Linked DNA regions of Mus musculus: region 2 is linked to region 1. Evidence: chromatin contacts called from public targeted proximity ligation data. All regions are on one chromosome and are shown on one strand. The core of a region is the stretch at or near the end of the contact, and the rest is flanking DNA. Distances in the headings are between cores, read along the strand shown. Region 1 overlaps Dagla (diacylglycerol lipase, alpha). Region 2 holds the start of Dagla (diacylglycerol lipase, alpha).

Region 1 (5,245 bases), core at 1,242-3,741:
CCCACAAGCAGGCTGTTACTCTGCTCACAATGTCCCACTTCCTACCAGCCCCACCCACCTAGCATTACCAGAGGAGTGAAAGGCACTTCCATGGCAGAGAGAAGACCCGAGGCAAGCAACTATGGGTACTTACTGACTGGGAATCCTTTGTCCGGGTGCAACAGAGGAACACTTTTAGACGGCGGGACCAGCTGGTGGCCTGACCCTCCTCTAACCGGTGCCTGTGAAGGTAAACAGCTGCATGTGTCAGGTCACGGGGCTGGATTAGAGGAGCTGGCCAGATGTTATAGAAATAGGATGGCCTGTTCCCAGGATACAACAAGGAGCCAGTGGGCCTGGGGAGGCTAGGCAGCAGGCTACCTACAGCTGCATGGCCAGTGACCTAGCTGTCAGCCAGCCAGGGTGTTGCTAGCCAACCTGGTGAGCTCTAGAGGCCCTCACACTCCCCAGCTGCTGTCTGGGTAGGGCAGGTATACTGCCTGCATGGTTTCCCTCTGTTCCTTCTGCTGTCCCTCCTCAGGTCAGGTGGGGAGTTAGGCGGCTCAGGAGTCAGTGAGCAGAGAGAACGAGAAGCTACCTTCCCAAGACGGGATCCACATCCCGGGCACCTAGGAAGCTGGTACATTTTGAGCACAAAGATAACTCTGATATCACGGGTCTTGGCTCATTCCTTTAAGCCCAGCACTTGGGAGGGAGTGGCAGGCAGATGGATCTCTGAATTCGAGGTTAGTCTGGTCTACAGAGCAAATTCCAGGATAGTCAAGGCTCAAAAAAAAAAAAAAAAAAAAAAAAGGAAAGAAAGAAAAAAGGAAAAAGAAAGGAAGAAGAAAGAAAGAATGAAAGGAGAGAGAGAGAAAGAGAGAGAGGAGGAGAAGAAAAAGAAGGAGGAGGAGGAGGAGGAAGAGGAGGAAGAGGAAAAGGAAGAGAAGGAGGAGGAGGAGGAGGAAGAGAAGGAGGAGGAGGGAAGGAAGGAAGGAAGGAAGGAAGGAAGGAAGGAAGGAAGAAAAAAAGAGACAATAGTCCTGACACTAAACACAGAATCTCAAAACAGCCAGAAGAGGCTGTGACTGGGTTTTTTTTTTTTTTTAAAGATTTATTTATTTATTATATGTAAGTACACTGTAGCTGTCTTCAGACACTCCAGAAGAGGGCATCAGATCTCATTACGGGTGGTTGTGAGCCACCATGTGGTTGCTGGGATTTGAACTTCGGACCTTCGGAAGAGCAGTCGGGTGCTCTTACCCACTGAGCCATCTCACCAGCCCTGTGACTGGGTTTTTTGTGAGCAATGTTCTGTCCCCTTAAAAGCCTGTCATCGAGTCAGGGGCAAAAGGCAAGGTAGCACTCCGATGCATTCAAGTCACTTAAGTCATCAGGAATGACAGACTGGCTCTCGGTGTGCCTCTTGGCTCTTATGTGCAGCCAAGAACTGCTCTCCATTCCTTTAACCCTGGTTACATAGGCAGCCGACCAAAAAGGAGGCACCGGGAGGGGCTAGGGATGATGTAAGAGACCAGCTGTCCCAGGGACCTGCAGTCCCTAGAAAATGGAACAGCTTTGCATCATATACCACTGTCCACCGCCCAGGGACTTGATGAAGAGGGAGTGAAGCTCGGTTCTCAGGGCATCACATACATTTTGCTTTCTGATCCAACAGGGCCTTCAAATGCAGAATGAGACATTTCCTCCCTAGCCTCTGGCCAGATGGAAATGCTCACGCCACTTCGAACCGCTCATGAACGCCAGGGGGCAGATGAGCGTAGGGTTGTGTGAGAAGCTGACAGGTTGGTCAACTGCAACCACCCTTAAGGCCACGCCAGAGAGACACATACCAAGTCTGGACAGGAAGTTCATGGACCCCGACAGCCCTGCCTGTTGGGAGGCTCACTGTGTAAAAGGGGGCAGACATTCCTTCCCACAAAAACCCAAGGTCAAGCCTCCTGGGAAAGAGCGGGGAATAACAGCCTCCCCCAGTCCTCCACCAGATTTCACTGGAAAGAGAAAGGACCAAAACTTAGACACACTCCCGGCTTTCAGAAACCAAAATAACAACCATGTGGCAGCAGGGGTGTGCATGTCCCTGCCCTTGGGAGTTGACTGCTTGAAAAATGTCCCTGTTAGGAAAAAAATGTTAGTTTTAGAGCCAGCAAAGGGCAGGTAGTCGGCCTGACAAAGCCCCGCAGCCGGAATGTGCTCTCCAGCCTCGCGGGAGACCTGGAGAAACCACTACAGGTCAAGGGCCTGCAAGCTATGGCCTCCCGACAGGGCCAGGAAACCACAGGGGGCCTCCTAATTAAAATGACAGTGAGCACCAGCCCCTGCAGTAATGGCTCCTACCGCCTGGAGCCCCAAAGGCAATCACCCGGAGTCAGGAAGGGAAGGACGTTTTCTCCTGGGCCCTGGAGCCCAGAAACAGGTCGGGTGCGGCTCGGGCTCAGCAGGCAAAGTGGGACGGGGCGGTGGCCAGCTCCACTGAAGGAAGGGAGTACGGGCTGTGGAGCCCTGGCTCCAAGGCCTGACATTTCGCCTGGGAGGTGGCCAGACCAGGCATGGGTGTGGTGCTGGAGGCGGTGACAAGTTGGTGGGCTGACATGGAAGGTCTGAGGCATGAGTTGGGGTGGGGTAAGGCCTGCTGGGCAGGGGTCTTGGCAACCTGCTTCCCTGGGCTGGACATGGATGCCATTCCACACCCTGCCACTGTGGCTTGGGGCAGGGACTCAGATCTGTAGAAGGGGGTCTCACAGCTGCTCTGGGGTAGCAAAAGGACTGATTAACCACAAAGGGCTAAGCATGGGGCCTGCCTTCCAGGAGAAGCCCGATTGTGGGGGCTATGGTGACTCATCCTGGGAGCCCTTGCTTTCAATAAAAGTCACTATGGCCATGTTGGATATTCTCTTCTCTCTTTTAAACACCAAGCAAAATCTCCTCCAGGAAGTCTTCCTTGATTGACTTCTTACAGCCTCTGAGACCTAGAGGCAGCCTCACCTAACAGTTGGGTTTTTTTTGTTTTGTTTTGTTTTTTTGTTTTTTGTTTTTTGAGACATGGTTTCTCTGTTTAGCCCTGGCTGTCCTGGAACTCACTTTACCAGGCTGGCCTCGAACTCAGAAATCCGCCTGCCTCTGCCTCCAGAGTGCTGAGATTAAAGGCATGTGCCACCACGAATGGCGCTCTAACAGTTGTTAAGGGTTCCAAAGTGAGGCTGAGAGCTGGTCCTGGCTTTACCCTGTAACCAGGCAACCACTTGAACTCTGGACCTTGGTTTCTCCACCCCTATTACAGGGAGGATCCGGCTTGTGACTCACTCGGAACAAAGCTTGTGTCTTCTGCCATTACTGTAACTGAGTGCGTGTCCGGCTGCTGCCGCTGAGTGGCTCTCCATTAACTCAGCCGTTGCCCACAGTGTTAACCACTTGGTATATATTATCTCACTTAAACCTCACAACAACATCCTGAGCCAGCAACTGCTATTCTTACCTTTTTTCAGGTCTTATTTTTTAATTTTTATGTTTGCCTTGTGCCCACATGAATAAAAACTAAAAAAGAAAAAGATACAACTCTCACTTTTAACACTGGCAAATTGGGTGAATGAATTTCATCCCCTTGACAGGCAATGCTGTCACAGGCATGCTTTTGTTTTAATTATTTCTTTTATTTTTTAGAGAACATAATATGATTACGTCATTTTCTCTTCTCTCCCCTCTCCCCAAGCCCGGCCAGACTCCTCTCCTTGAGGCTCTTCTCTTTCCCCTTGCTCCTTTCCTGAATTGTTACTATGTATGCTTACATTATTGCGTTTTATACACACCCATGCACATTCTTGGATATCTAAAATAAAAATAATAATAAAAACAAGCCCGGCGTGGTAGCACACGCCTTTAATCCCAGCACTCGGGAGGCAGAGGCAGGCAGATTTCTGAGTTCGAGGCCAGCCTGGTCTACAAAGTGAGTACCAGGACAGCCAAGGGCTACACAGAGAAACCCTGTCTCGAAAAAACAAAACAAAACAAAACAGAAAAACAGAATCTCATTGAGTAGCTCTGGCTGGCCTCGAACTTGCTGTGTACACTAGGGCGGCCTTGAACTGGTCTGAAAGCCTCTGTCTGCCTCACTAGTAGCGAGTGCTGGGATGGAAGGCGTAGGCCACCACACCCAGCCTACTCTTACCCTTTCAAGAGCAGAAGGGGCAGTGAGGCTGTGCGGTGTGGGAGGGGACAGGACCCACCTCTGCCCACCAGTCTTCAAAGCTTACTAGGACGCCGCCCTCCTGCCCCCACCCCCACCCCTGCCCGCCAGCCCGCCCAGTCGACTAACCGCAGGTTGTAAGTCCGCAGATTGCGCTGCCTCCTCTTGGTGGCTCTCAGCTTGACGAAGGTGCGGCCCGTGGGGTCAAAGACGCAGAGGACAGTGATGCAGACGCTGAGAATGACCACCCAGTTGCAGACGACCATTCCTGTGGCGGCAGCAACGGAAAGAAAAAACTGGTGTTGGGTTCACCTTCCTGGGTCGTGAGCAATGAACAAAGGGTACTGTGGCCTCTATGTTCCCAGCTGTTTCTTAGGTTCAAGAGCAAGGCTCAGAAGCCGTGGTCTTCAAGGCCCACACATGGCACAGAGCAGACTTTTGAGAAGGTGACGAACAGCCCTAGTGCTGCCTGGACAGTTCTGTGTCTGCTGCTGCCTCCCTGGTGAGGACCCAAGTGGGAGGGCAGAACACTGGGTGAAGGGTGCACCCGCACTTGGGTGTCTCCCCAGAGTGGCACCTGAGCCCCTTTCTCTTCAAGCTGGGTCCTATTACCTCCACCCCAGGGCTGGCTTCGCTGGTGGGGCAGATGGGGTGCATACCGAGGGTGACATTCTTAGCAGTGAGGTCATTGCAGGAGGTGTAGTACTGTGTGAGCCAGACGATGCCCACGATAGCGTAGATGAACTCAATCACCAAGATGGCTGCAAGGAGAGGCAGGCTCTGAGTAAAGCTACAGGCCATTGTCTGCCACCAGGGAAGGGAGGGCCCAGGAACCTCATCCTGGCTCTGCTGCCTGATCTCTTGCATTGTGTCCTCGAGTCCCCATTGCCTCCCGGGACTGTGACTGCACAGGCGAACAGGGGACAAGTACTTCCCAGCTTCTTCAGGATCTCACAGTTTCACACAAGAGCTCTGGAGTCAGACTCACTGTAGGCAAGTTACCTAATCTCTCAGAGCCTCGGCTTCCTCATCCCTATTTGAGACTGCCAATAACTTCATCAC
Region 2 (5,245 bases), core at 2,052-4,551, 38 kb after region 1:
AGTGGCTATCGGAAGCAGGCCACGCCTTTGGCTGCAGTAGGCTCACCTGGTGCTCCCGCCTCTGATCAATAATCTCTGGTCAGTAATGCGGGATTCCCTGGCAGCCCTCAGGCAGAGAAGCTGGACGTCGTGACTTATGGAACCAAGGAAGGAAAGGATGCCAAGAGCTGAGCACAGCAATTTTTAGAGAAACATGGACAGAGAAAACAGGAGTAAAACTGAAGACTGGAGTTGAAAACCTCAGCTCCAACGAGTGCCTTGCCCTCGAGGTCCACGTCTGTCACTAGACCCCTGCGTCTGATGGATTTGTCAAAAATCAGCATCTATGACCAAGCTGATCACCTGGCTAGGCTCCCTAATATATTCTCAAACCCTGGGGATAGCACAGAAAGCTCAGCTCTGCTTTGGGGAACAGAGGCCAACTCCTCCTCTCAGCATCATCTGATCTATCCCACCTGCTGCCCAGCTCCACTGTGCTGAGTCCCAGCATCCCAAGCAGATGGCAAGGGGTGGCTGGAAAGGGCCCTGGAGCCCCAAAACATAAGGGTGAGGCACAAATCAGAACACACAGACGGAGGTGTGGAGGGCAAGTGGAGGGGATATAAGTAGACTGAAGGCCTCCTCCTTAATAGATCTGTTTGACAGCAAGCTTTCCAGGCAGGAGGTGAAGTGCCAAGCACTATCTCCCCGGAGGTAGAAAGGCTCCTCAGGAAACATGCAGATAGCCAGGGCCACCCCTCACGCCAACCTGGGAACTGCCAAGAAAACACTCACCACACCAGGCTATGCCTAAGTGGCAGCTATGGGACAGCATGGAAACGTCAGCTCACCACACTTTTTACCTACTGTTCAACACTGCGGCGAAACACATGAGCAGAAAACTTTGTACCTCAGGAAACAAGCTTTTGCAGTGAGTTCGTGGTCATGGCGGACACTCACAAGGATGCTAGAGATAAAGGCCCAAAATAGAGCAATTTACAGTTCCCCTCACCTTCCCCACCTGGAAAGAGTGTTCAGCCAGAAGTTGAAGCACATCTTGGGACTTCTCACCATATTTATCCAGCCTTGGGATACACCCTTAAGGATGCTCATTGACTCTTTCCCTCCTCCATGTGTCTAAAGGATTCATTGTCCCCTATCCCCCTGCCCTACAGCCCCAGCCTCCCCTACAGGACCACTTGGTAGGAACCCTGACCCAGTTCACTTTCTTTAGGCCATGGTCTCCAGAATGCTGACGTGACAGCTCCCCACTCCCATTCTCAGAACCAAGGGAAATTCTCAAGAGAAAATACACTTTCCAAGTCTCCCTCCCACACAGATACCCTAGATCTGTCAGCCACAGACACCTCCCAGACCTTCCCAGATAATGAGGTGTGTGTGCAGCCCAAGCAAAGAGCTTCCTCCTGTGTGGGCCACTCCAGCAGAACTCCACACTTGCCATGGCCAAGTCCAGAACTAGAACCGTCCTCGGGAGACCCGGGGCCTGGTTCCAGCTCAGTAGCTGACTCACAGTGTCAACAGATCCCACATCCCCCCACCAGGAGCATATATCCTCTGGGTTTCTAATTTCCCATGACAAACCCTCAACCTATGTCTCCCTTCCTCCCCAGTCACATTCCATGCCTCTATTCCCAACCACCTTGTGTCTCTTGCCCTGATGGAAATCCCTGACCTTCGTATAGCCTCTTGCTGCTTATAGAATTCTCCACGCACAGTCTCCTTCATTCTGGGACCACTGGGATCACTGTGTGAAGTGACTCTTAAAGGTAACAACACCAGCTCAAGGTCACACAGCCAAAGACTGGAATTCAAGTTATCTGGCTCTAAAGACAGTGGACAACATGTCAGCTTTAGGGAACTTAACTCAGTTCCCTCAAAGGAGGGAGGCTTCTCCAAGCACCCATGTTGGCAAAGAAACACCCTTCTCATGCAAAGCTCAGCTCTTTGCTTCTACTTCTGTGCCTTCCCCCCCAAGAAACCCATAACACCCTGAAGTCTTCAACGTCTCTAGGGGTCTGCCCACTGATGCTCTGTGAAGTGGGACATCATGTGGCAATGAGAGGAGGAAGGAGATGGGGGCTGGGAGGGGGGAGAGATAGAGGGAGGGAGGGAAGGAAAGAGATAGAGAGATGGGGGACCTTCTCCAAAGCTTCTCAGAAGACTAGTTAGGATATATGCAATCTCCAAACACTCCCAGTAGCCACAGAACCATCTTCCACGCAGCCCAAAAGATACAATTCCCAGAAACCCAGTAGCACCGCCATCAACCAAGTGAAAGGAAGGGCCCAGGGACGACGTAGCCTGGGCTACTTCTCTATACCCTTCTGAGTCTCCTATAATCAGAAACAAGGACCACCAGTGAGAACCACCTATTCCTCCCATCTTCCTCCAAATGGGGGAGGACTCATGAGCCAGGTAAAGGTTCATAACTGAGCAGAGCTCTACCTGGGACAGCAACCAAGAACCTCATGGTAGACACATGGTGTCTCTTATTCTCATCCATCATAAAAAACACCAACCTTCTTCCAGCCTTCTGCCCCAAGGCCAGCACACCAACAGGCATTAATGCTGAGCCCCATGACAGAGACGTCGCCCCTACTGATCTCCCTGTAAGGGTGGGTATTTACCCTCTTATTTACCAGGGTCTGAGGGCCACCTGTCTTCCCTCACAGTATTAGTCATTCCAGGGCACTGCGCTAAGCCAAGGCCATTTCTCACAGCAGGGCCGGAGCCACTAGTCATGCCCAGGACATTGATTCTTTAAGCCCCCAGGACCATCACTCCAAACCATGTCAAGCCCAAGGCCAGAACCATGCCAACCAACATCCAAGCAATGGCAGCACTTTCTCACACCCATGCCCACCGCACCATCACGGCCCAGCATCAGCTGGCCACCCACCAGCACCAGCTGCGTGCATCGCCCTCCTGTACAGAGGGTGCACCCTCCTCACACCTGGGCGGCCACCGCTACACCAAGGCGGGGGTGAGTCTTCTGACACCCTCGCCAGGAAAAATCACGCTGCCCGTGCTGTATCCACGTTGCCCACGCCCGTGCCATGCGTGTCACCATCCCCACGCCGGTGGCCCGGGGCTCCGCGGACCTCACACCTGCCACGAGCGCGCGTGGCAGCCGCACCTCCGCCCGCGGACCTGTCGGACCGGCCACCGCGCGCAGTGGACATTGCCCAGCCCGCCACGCCGCTCGCAGAGCTCCTGCGCCCGGGACTCGGCCCGGGCCCCCTTACCTCCGGCCCGCCGCAGGGCTCGGCCCGCCGCGGCCACTGCGACCGCCACCTCCATCCTGGGCTCCCCAAGGCCCCTATTCACTAACGTTGCTTCCGCAGGGCGCCGGCGCCGGCGCGAAGGCCGCCTCCGCCCCCCGGGGGACGCTGCGTCCTTTACGTAAACCCCACTCCGCCGCCAGCGGTGACCATGGCGACGGCCGTGGGGCGGCAGCGCCCCCTAGCGCCAGGGAGGGGAGAGGCGCGCAGGCCCGAGGTGGTGGAGCCCTGGATCCCCGCGCGTGGGGGCGGTGGGCGCGGGGCTGAGGCCTCCACGGGGGTTCCGTGGGCAGACGAAAGGGGTTGGACCGTGGGCACTGAACAGGGGCACGGTAGCTGCTTGGGTTCCCCTCCTTCAGGTCCCGCGTGACAGGGTTTAGCGTGGGAGATGAAAAATAGCAAGTAGGATCACCGGAGAACTGGTTTGTTTGGGGGAGGAAAGGAGAGAGATGGGTTCCACCTCCTTCAGGGGACCTAGCAGCGTCTTGAGGAGTTGGGACACATCTTTATCTATGTCCTCCTCTTCCCCCCTACTCTCACCCTCCTCAACACCCAGCATAGTGCCTGACAGCAAAAGGGGAGTTTGATCAATTTTGATTTTCTGATAAATGAAGAAAATCGCCCCTCCTGTTCTCCTTCACACACGCCCATCCATTCATGCGCAAGTCGCTCAACTCGCCTTCCTGAAAGCTGCTTTTTGGCAGGGACACAGCTATGCTGGTGTTCTGGGTTGAGTCTGGGGAGTGGGTGGGAGCAGGCTTGCCCTTAGAGATATCAGGTCACATGGGGGCTAAGCTAAGAGCTGCAGCTGCACAGGGGGTCATAGGTAAGATTGGATCTAGCGGTCATGATGATGCAATCAGTTAAGTCTCCAAAGTCGAGCAGAAAGATATGAGAGGTCGAAAGGAAAGTAACGCAGAAAGCAAGCGTGTGAAATGTTTCCTGGGCTCAGACGTCATTCTGAGAATGACGTCAGGATGATTGACTTGTTCTGTAGGCCTGGAGGACATAGGTGGACATCTGACTGAAAGTGAAACCCTGCATCCGGGACAGACTTCTCCTCGTTGCAGAGTTCAGCCCCTCGCCAGGCAATTCGGTAGCATCTACGGTTATTGCAAAGATAAGCTCTGGCTTAGGTAAAGAAAATGGATTTGGGGAACAAATATGAGCACTTCAAGAATTCCTGGAGAGGAGCTCCCGATGTCTCAGGAAGTTCAGAAATCTGGGGAGGCCTGGGTTCAGGGACGTTATCTCTAGATTGTCATGGTCCATTCAAACCACACAGTTGGAGATAATATCTCTTGCTTCAAAGTCCCAGACACCTGGAAGAAAGAATTATATTGGTCCTGTGAACCATGGTAGATCAACTGATGCCAGGCAGAAAGGACTCTGCAAAATCAGCTCTTTTCCTTACTCACCAAAGTTCCTAATGGAGAAAGCATGCCCACGTGGCCATCCCTAAATAGTCTACTACAGTCTACCCCTTAGCTGTCCGGCACATAGAAAACTACACAAGTTCCACACACACACACACACACACACACACACTCGCACACACACTCACACACACACACACACCATCATCATCACCACCATCACCATCATCATCATCCCCATGTATCCAATCCTCGACAAACCAGTTCTGACCAGTTCTATAATGTGGGAGGCTAATACTACTGGGATTCTCAAGGTGATGTCCTGTTCTTGGTCAGCTGCATCAGTGAGCCCCATGTAGGGCATCCCACACCAGGATTATTCACTGCTACTAACATAATCTCTGAACTCTTTCAGCTAGGTATGTGACACGGACAAGGACATGCCGTAGGGAAGCTTACTAGAAATTCCGAGCCTCAGACCCAAGATCTTAGCTTGATTACAAAACCCTCAGGGGATCTCTGTGCATGTGAAAGTTTGGGAAATTGTCATTGTGAAACTAGGGGAAAGGGGAAAGGGAAAGGTAAGAA

Evidence for each region.
Region 2: a targeted proximity ligation map of pancreatic cancer cells shows a contact between it and region 1. A contact is called at or near these places in 24 of 39 promoter capture datasets (the 3T3-L1 cell line, 3T3-L1-derived adipocytes, the C10 cell line and 15 more), 213 of 484 Hi-C or Micro-C datasets (the 3T3-L1 cell line, 3T3-L1-derived adipocytes, the 63-12 cell line and 111 more), 46 of 130 datasets of targeted methods (the 230-238 cell line, CD8 T cells, the NIH/3T3 cell line and 28 more) and 6 of 9 other capture datasets (adipose tissue, embryonic stem cells, embryonic tail and 3 more).

What each region holds. Positions count from the first base shown.
Region 1 is chr19:10,264,875-10,270,119 of GRCm38.p6, forward strand. Dagla (diacylglycerol lipase, alpha) reads right to left here. Exons shown (of 20, transcript NM_198114.2): 4 at 4,843-4,944; 5 at 4,313-4,451; 6 at 134-221. Among named protein-coding and RNA genes, the nearest start is that of Gm30042, 23 kb to the right of the region's middle.
Region 2 is chr19:10,301,576-10,306,820 of GRCm38.p6, forward strand. Dagla (diacylglycerol lipase, alpha) reads right to left here and starts at 3,302. Exons shown (of 20, transcript NM_198114.2): 1 at 3,246-3,302.